2 separate regions of the Sus scrofa genome follow, and region 2 is linked to region 1. Evidence: chromatin contacts called from public promoter capture Hi-C data. All regions are on one chromosome and are shown on one strand. The core of a region is the stretch at or near the end of the contact, and the rest is flanking DNA. Distances in the headings are between cores, read along the strand shown. Region 1 holds the start of NR6A1 (nuclear receptor subfamily 6 group A member 1). Region 2 holds the start of PBX3 (pre-B-cell leukemia transcription factor 3).

The links. Promoter capture Hi-C pulls out the DNA fragments that hold promoters and counts their contacts.
Region 2: a contact with region 1 is called in a promoter capture Hi-C map of fetal liver, with 4 times the contacts expected there. The contact joins the promoter of PBX3 here to the promoter of NR6A1 in region 1. A contact is called at or near these places in 1 of 5 promoter capture datasets (fetal liver) and 1 of 47 Hi-C or Micro-C datasets (liver).

What each region holds. Positions count from the first base shown.
Region 1 is chr1:265,569,039-265,572,682 of Sscrofa11.1, forward strand. It overlaps NR6A1 (nuclear receptor subfamily 6 group A member 1), which reads right to left and starts at 1,849. Exons shown (of 10, transcript NM_001097499.1): 1 at 1,584-1,849. The coding sequence starts at 1,683.
Region 2 is chr1:266,381,671-266,385,314 of Sscrofa11.1, forward strand. PBX3 (pre-B-cell leukemia transcription factor 3) reads left to right here and starts at 1,641. Exons shown (of 9, transcript XM_021068936.1): 1 at 1,641-1,930; 2 at 2,868-2,941. The coding sequence starts at 1,731.

The DNA.
Region 1 (3,644 bases), core at 599-3,098:
CTCCCCTTGTGTAGCTCCTCATTCATTCGACAACTGAGCACCTAAGTGACCTATTTTCAAGTTACTTTCCTCACACCTGCCAGGTCACTGTCCTGACTGAGAAACTTCTTGCTGAAGCAATTAATTTTTAGTGCCTCCTAACTGTCCCGGGTGTTTGCATTCAATTTGAAATCTGTTACTTGTTAGACACTGTTCGGTCCTAGATCTTTCAGAGAATTGCGCGTTTATGGCGCAGAGAGGGGAGGAGGCACGGATCTCTGAGAGCCTGCCCTTTATTCGGAAATGAGGAGATGTGAAAGGTGGAAGGCAGGGCAAATAAATAAATAAATCGGGTTTGCCGCCGAAGCGTTTGCCGGCCGGTACGAGCACCCTTTGTAATGCAGGCCTCCCGGGGCTATCGCCTGCGCTAATTGCTCCAGGGCGCTTTCCAAGTTCAAAAGTTCACCTTTTACGACCTCACAAAAGCTCCTTACACGTTACCAATAAAAACATTCCGCGGCAAACACTGAGGGGAAAAATATCAAACAGATACAAATAAAACACCCCGCGGGGGGAGGGAGCCGGGGGTGGGAGGGCGAGTCGGGCCCAGCCACAGCCCCGAGGAACCTGAGGACTTGGCCGGGACGTGGGGCAGGGGAGAGCGGAGGGAGGGAAGGGCCAGGTGAGGGATTCTCCGGGCCTGGGCTCCGGGATCGCGAAAGGGAAGAGAAGTGAGCTTGGGCAGGCGCGGGCCGAGACCGGCGAGTGCAAGGAGGGAAGAGGCAGGTGTCCCGGGCACCAGATCGGGCCGGAGATCCGAGCCACCGGGGGGAAAGAGATGAACAGGGCCGGGGCAGGCGGGCAGGAGAGCGCCGGGAAGGAGCGCAGAGAAGCAGGGCGCGGGGTCCGAAAAGGAAACGCTGAGCCAGTAGCTACCGAACTGGGGGTTCGGTGCCGAGGTGGAGGCTGGGGCAGCACGGGAAGCGCGGGACGGCAGGGAGACGGGAAAAGGTGAGGGGCAGAGAGAACCAAGGGGACGAGGGTGTGGCGTCCTCAGGGCGCTGAGGGAGCTTCCGCGGAGGAAGAAGGGCCCGCGTGGGGGAACACGGTGGGGGAGATCCGGGTGGGGAGAGAAAAGCTTAGAGTCGAAGGGAACACTTTGGGGGAGAGGCCCCCACAGAGGGGTCCCCCAGCGGGGGGGGGGGAAAGGGCCTCGGAGCAGAGGGAACTGGAGGGGGAGGGAAAGCCCCCACTGACGGGACTGGAGGTGAGGGGGCCGAGAGACGGGGAGAGGGGTCGGCGCAGAAGGGACCTAAGGGAAGGGGGAGGATTCGCGCAGAGGGACGGGGGGAGGGGAGGCTTGTGCGGAGGGGACAGGGGGGAGGGGGAAACGAGGGTCGGGATTGAGGGAACTGGGCAGGGGGAGGATCAGCACGGAGAGGAACGGGGAAGGAGGAAGGAGGAGAGGGAGGGTCCGCGCTGGGGGGACCCGGGGTCGCCGCAGCTTCCCACGGTGAGAGTCGGCTGAAAGGAGAGGGATCCCCAGGGCAGGGGACAGGGCGCCGGTTCTTGCCGGGCCGGGACTCTGAACTCCCCTCACCCACCGTTGCGCGGCGGCGGAGGGAGCGCGGCGGGCGGCTCCAGGAACCCCGCCGAGCCCCCGCCGCCTCCCCCTCCGCTAGGCGGCCGTTCGTCCCGCTCCATGCGGTGGTGCTCAGGACCCGCGCTCGGTTCGCTGCTCCGCCATGACCGGCGCCCTCGCCGTCGTCGTCGTCCGCCGGGGGGGAGGGGGCTGTCAGGGGCCGGAGGGCTCCCGGCCGCGGCGCTCTCTGGGCCCCTAGCCGCCCGGCTCCGCGCCCCTCCGCGCCGCGCCCCCTCAGCACTGGCCAGCTCCCACCCCCGACGTCACGCGCCGCTGCCACGCATGCCCCGCGGGGCACCCTGGGAATTGGAGTCCACCGGGCGAGGTCGGCCGGGCGGGACCCCACCAATTGAAGGGGTGGGAGAAGGGAACGGAGGCCCTGAGAAGGGAAGGCCAAGGCTTGTCACCATCACGAACTCTGATGAAAACTTCTGGTAAAAAACTGAATAAATATTACTTCAGGGTCTGCTCTTTATTATGACATATCCATGATCAACCGTCCCTGCGATGCTCCGTATCCTCCCTCCCTGACAATGAGTCTTTCCTAGGAGGCGGATCGCGAAGGAGCCGGGTGAGCACGTGCAATGAAGCCCAGCCCTGTAGGCGGGGCTCGGAGGGGGCGGAGTTTGGAGGTATTCACGAGGGCCTTCCTCCGCGGCTTTGGGACAAATTGGACCCGAGATTAAAGGACCGGAGTTTAACTCGGGATGACTGCGTTCGTATGCAAATTGAATCTATAAAACTCTGCTTTCCGGGGTACTCTTTAAAGCCTTTTACCTCCGGGTGGGCGGGAAAGACTAAAGTTTCTCTTCCTCCTCTTTCATTTTCACCCCTGACCAAAGAACAGAATGGCAAACTAAGTAAGCTTCAGGCCATTGATGCCGTTAAAGAAACTCAGACTGTCCATTCCTGGTGTCTTGAACCCCACCCCCACCCCCGTTTAAGAGGCTCCTTACCCAGTTCGCTTTCCCTCCTCCTCAGTTTTTTTATCTGTGAAATGGGATTAGAATAGGGATGGGGTCCAGTTGGAGGATCCCAGCCTCCCCCGCCGTAGCTCTTTGCCTCAGTCTCCCAGAGCAAAATCCCAGATTTTGCAGTTTCTGATGGGGCTAGCTGACCCCACCTCCTGTGGCCACCAGGTGGCGCGCAGCCACCAAGCGGCGTGCAGCCACCAGCCTCGGCTTGCTGGGGGCGTCCACCTCAGGGACCCATCTCTCACCGTGGCTGCCTTCCAAGGTCTGAGCTCTACCTGGCCTGTTTGAAGACAAAGAACAGGAACACTGGCTGATTCCTTGACCGCCTCTACTCTGCGGAGTTATGCCGAAGCTTCCTCACTGGCTACCCATTCCCCACCCTGACACCCCACCAATCTATTGGCTCATCTATGTCATTACTTGCTTAATTTTTTTTTTTTTTGTCTTTTTAGCTATTTCTTGGGCCGCTCCCACGGCATATGGAGGTTCCCAGGCTAGGGGTCGAATCGGAGCTGTAGCCACCAGCCTACACCAGAGCCACAGCAACGCCGGATCCGAGCCGTGTCTGCAACCTACACCACAGCTCACGGCAACGCCGGATCCTTAACCCACTGAGCAAGGGCAGGGACCGAACCTGCAACCTCATGGTTCCTAGTCGGATTCCTTAACCACTGCGCCACGACGGGAACTCCTACTTGCTTAATTTTTATTTATTTCTTTTAATCATTTTGCTGCCACACCTGCAGTATAAGAAAGTTCTCCGGGGTTGGGAGTTGAACTGGAGCTGCAGCTATGGCCTACCCTACAGGCACAGCAATGGCAGGATCCGAGCTGCAGCTGTGACACCGAAGAAACTTCAGATCTTAACCCACTGAGCAAGGCCGGGGATCAAACCCACATCCTCACGGATACTTTGTCTCTTTCTTATCCTGCTGAGCTACAGGGGAACTCCTGCTTAATGTTTAAATCCTCATCGTGTCGGTTGGTGCGACTCTGACTTCTGCCCTGCCTCTCTGACTTCTGCCCACATTTCTCATTACACTCCTCCC
Region 2 (3,644 bases), core at 391-2,890, 810 kb after region 1:
ATCTGGAGACAGCGAAAAGCAAAAGCCGCTGCCGAAGAAGTAGTCCCGGATTACCAGGAATTGCCCAGTGTGTAAAAGGTTGTAAACCTTAAATTGGTCTTAGATGTCACGCTCTTCCCCTCCTCCGGGTTCCACTTTCCTCTGATTCATTTTCATGTGCTCCTTTTTCAAGAGAAAGTGGTATGTCACTCAGATCCGCTCAGTGCAAGTATCAAGCATGTGGGACAACGGGCTCCCACCTTACCTGGTCACCTCTTGAGGGACGGCACCAGGCCCAAAGGCGGGCGCCAACTCCAAGCTGTGCCCTCTCGGTTACTATGGTGATCGCGGGGTGGGCGGGGCCACCATTCCCTGCGTTTCCCCCCCCTCTGCCCAGGACTTTTCGAACGCTCCAATAGGGACAGCCCTTTCTTGACTCTGTCCCGCCCCGCTCGGCTCCGAGAGTGATTCGATTGGTTTGCAAACAGGCGGTGGGGTACCCCAAGGATACCACCTCAAAACGGGAAGAGCGGGAAAGTGTACAAGGCGCTGTCCGAGGCGTGAAGCTCACAGCGCTGTGGGGAAGCACATGGTTGGCCTTGGAACGAGTTGCCCCGTGTCCTGTATACAACTCTACACACTCAGGACTGCTAGCACTAGAGACATGAGCCGGGGTGCGGGCACACCGTTTGCGGGCCGGGGCGGCCCATCCCGGCGATAGAGGACAAGACGAGGCGTAAAGATCCGGTGGCGCGCTCTCGGGCGCTGGGGATCAGAGGCCAGAGTGGGCGGGCAGAAGTCCGGGGGCGGTGCCAGCGGCGGCGGCGGGAGGCGCAAGGCCCAATGAGTGCGCGCACCGCCCCCGGGGGCGGGGCTTTGGGGAGCGCTCCCCCCGCCCTCCCACACGCCCCCGCCCCTCCCCCCGGGCGCCGGGGCCGCAGTGAGTGAGTGGCACTGGCAGCCTGTCAATCCCTCAGCCGAACGGCCTTCGAGCCCGGTCCGCGGCGGCTGCTGGCAGGGTGCGCGGCTCCGGCAGTGGCGGCGGCGACTTCTCCCGCCCCATCAATCTGCTGTCCGCCCGGCGCGCGGCCCGCCGGGGCCCTTCCTCGGGCTCCGCGCCCCCACCGCGCCTGCCCGCTCGCCCGCTCCCAAACTTTCCTCCTCCGCCCCCTCTCGCTCCCCTCGGCCCTCCCGCCGGCCTCCTCCTCCGCCGCCGCCGCCTGCCGCCGCCGCTCCCTCCCCCGGGGCCGCCGGGGCTCGGATCCCGCCCGGCCGAGGTGGCCGAGGCGGCGGCGGCGGCGGCGGCGGGGGCCGAGGGAGGGGAGTGCGCAGGCTGGCGCGGGTGGCGGCGGGCGTCCCAACAACTCGGCCGGTGCTGAGGAGCAAGTTGCGCGGGGCCACCCGGCGGGGCGCGCGGCGGCGAGGAGGCGGCGCGGCGGCCGCGTGAGGGCAGCGGGCGCCGCTGCCTCCGCCTCCGCCACCGCCGCGGAGCCCAGCGCTTCCGCCCGGCGCTTCTCCTCAGCCTCCGCGGCGGCGGAAGCCGGAGCCGGGCGCCCGTCTGCACCGCCTCAGCCGCGGGCCCCGCCGGCCGGGCCGCCCCCTCCCCGCGCGGGCGGGGAGCGCGCGGCCGCCTCCCCCTCCCCCTCCCCCTCTTTCTTCTCCTCCCTCGTCGCCGCCGCCGCCGCCGCCGCCGCCGCCTCAGCCTTCGCCTCAGCCGCCGCCGCCGCCCGCTCCCGCCCGCGCGCGGCGGGATGGACGATCAATCCAGGATGCTGCAGACTCTGGCCGGGGTGAACCTGGCCGGCCACTCGGTGCAGGGGGGCATGGCCCTGCCGCCTCCCCCGCACGGCCACGAAGGGGCGGACGGCGACGGCAGGAAGCAGGACATCGGCGACATCCTCCACCAGATCATGACCATCACCGACCAGAGCTTGGACGAGGCGCAAGCAAAGTTGGTGTCGTCTCATTAAGCATCTTTTGTGTGTGTGCGGGAGCCGGGCCCGCGGCAGAGTCCGGCCCCGGGTGGCGCCCGGGCCGGGGGCCTCAGCCCCGGGGCGGGGAACTTTCTCCGAAAACAGGCCGCCCGCCCGGGCCTCGCGGGGGACTTGCCCCGCGCCCCTCGACGCAGGCGGGAGGCGGCAAAGTTGCTCTCGGGGCGCGGGACGGACTTGGTGCCGCGTGGATTGTGTGGGTTTCTCTCACCCCCGCGTCCGGCCCTGTGGCAGCCCGGCCCCCTCGTACGGATTCAAACCTCCCGCCCGGACCCCGGTGCACGCCGCGGCGAGCGGGCCCCGGGCCGCACTTGAGGGAAGTGCAACTTTCTGCTCGGCCGGGAGTCCCGGCGCCCGGCTCCGCCTGGCCGCCGGACGACCTCGCTGTGCGGGCGGCCGCCCCGGCCCCGCCGCGGGGCGATGGGCGGTTCCCCGGCGGGTCCGGGCGCAGGCGGCCAAGTTCTCGGGAAGGGAGGGCCGCCTGGCAAACTTTGCCAAGCTGTCACCGCCCGCTGGCCGCAGTCGGCCGGCCGCCCGTGCGCGCCCGCTCCCCCGGCGGAGGGCGGACGCAGGAGCCCCTCCACGCCGTCCTGTCCCCTGGGTCGCCGCCGTCTGCCCCCGGATCGCGGTTGCCCGCGCGGGTTCGCGCCCTGCGGTCGCCGAGGCTGCTGCCTGCCGGGCAGATGGGTCGCGCTTCGTTCGGGCTGGAGCTTTGGCTGCCGGAGCTTGCCGGCTGTCGCCAACTGAGTCAACTTGAGTTCTGTTGACTTGCCGTGGTTCCAAAGAGCCTTCCAAAATAGGGGGCCGGAATGAAATCTTGGGTCTAAGTTAAAGGAAGGCGCCATATTATTCCATAGGTGATGCTAATACCTTTGTGTTTTGCTATTTGTTTTTTAGGAAACATGCCCTGAACTGTCACAGAATGAAACCCGCGCTCTTCAGCGTCTTGTGCGAGATCAAAGAGAAAACAGGTAAGACGCTGCGCCCGGCCGTGGGCCTGGAGACCCCCGAGGTGGGGTCCGAGCTACTCCTTCGACTCTCCAGTTGAGAGCTGCTGCTTTTGGGCACCGCCATCTTTGATCATTCTTTCCTTCCCACCTCCTGATCTTGAGGAAAAACTGCAATAAATCTGGAGTCGATTTCTCAATTCCGCTCCTGGTGTAAAATGAAGTGTAGATGCGGACGGGGCTGGGTCGCCGTCCCCGGGCGGCCACCCCTGGCTGCAGGTGGGGAGGGGGCCGGAGCTCCAGCCACCCTCTCCTGCTCCTTTTGCCTTGTTTGTATGTCAGTTTTTAAAAGGAGCAACGGGAGACTGGATGCCAGGGACCGAGTCCCGGAGAGAAGCATCCCCCGAACTTTGTTTTACTTAGCCTTAAGCTTCGGTTACACAGAATAGCTGCAATTGAACAGACCCCAGGAGCATGTTTGAATTAGTGTTTTAGTTGGGAATGCTACTTTTAAGAAACAGGAAGGGTAATGAAGTGTTTTTAGCGATATACAAGGTGTTACATTTATTAATACTTTGACTAAATGTTATGCTTGAAGTCATTGCATTGTAAACATAATATATTTTATAAAGTAGAGAAAGGTCCACAGGTACAGATTGAACAATTTTCGAGGTGTTTAAGGCAGGGAATATATTTAAAGACAGCTTTTACTGAAGAGCTGAAATGA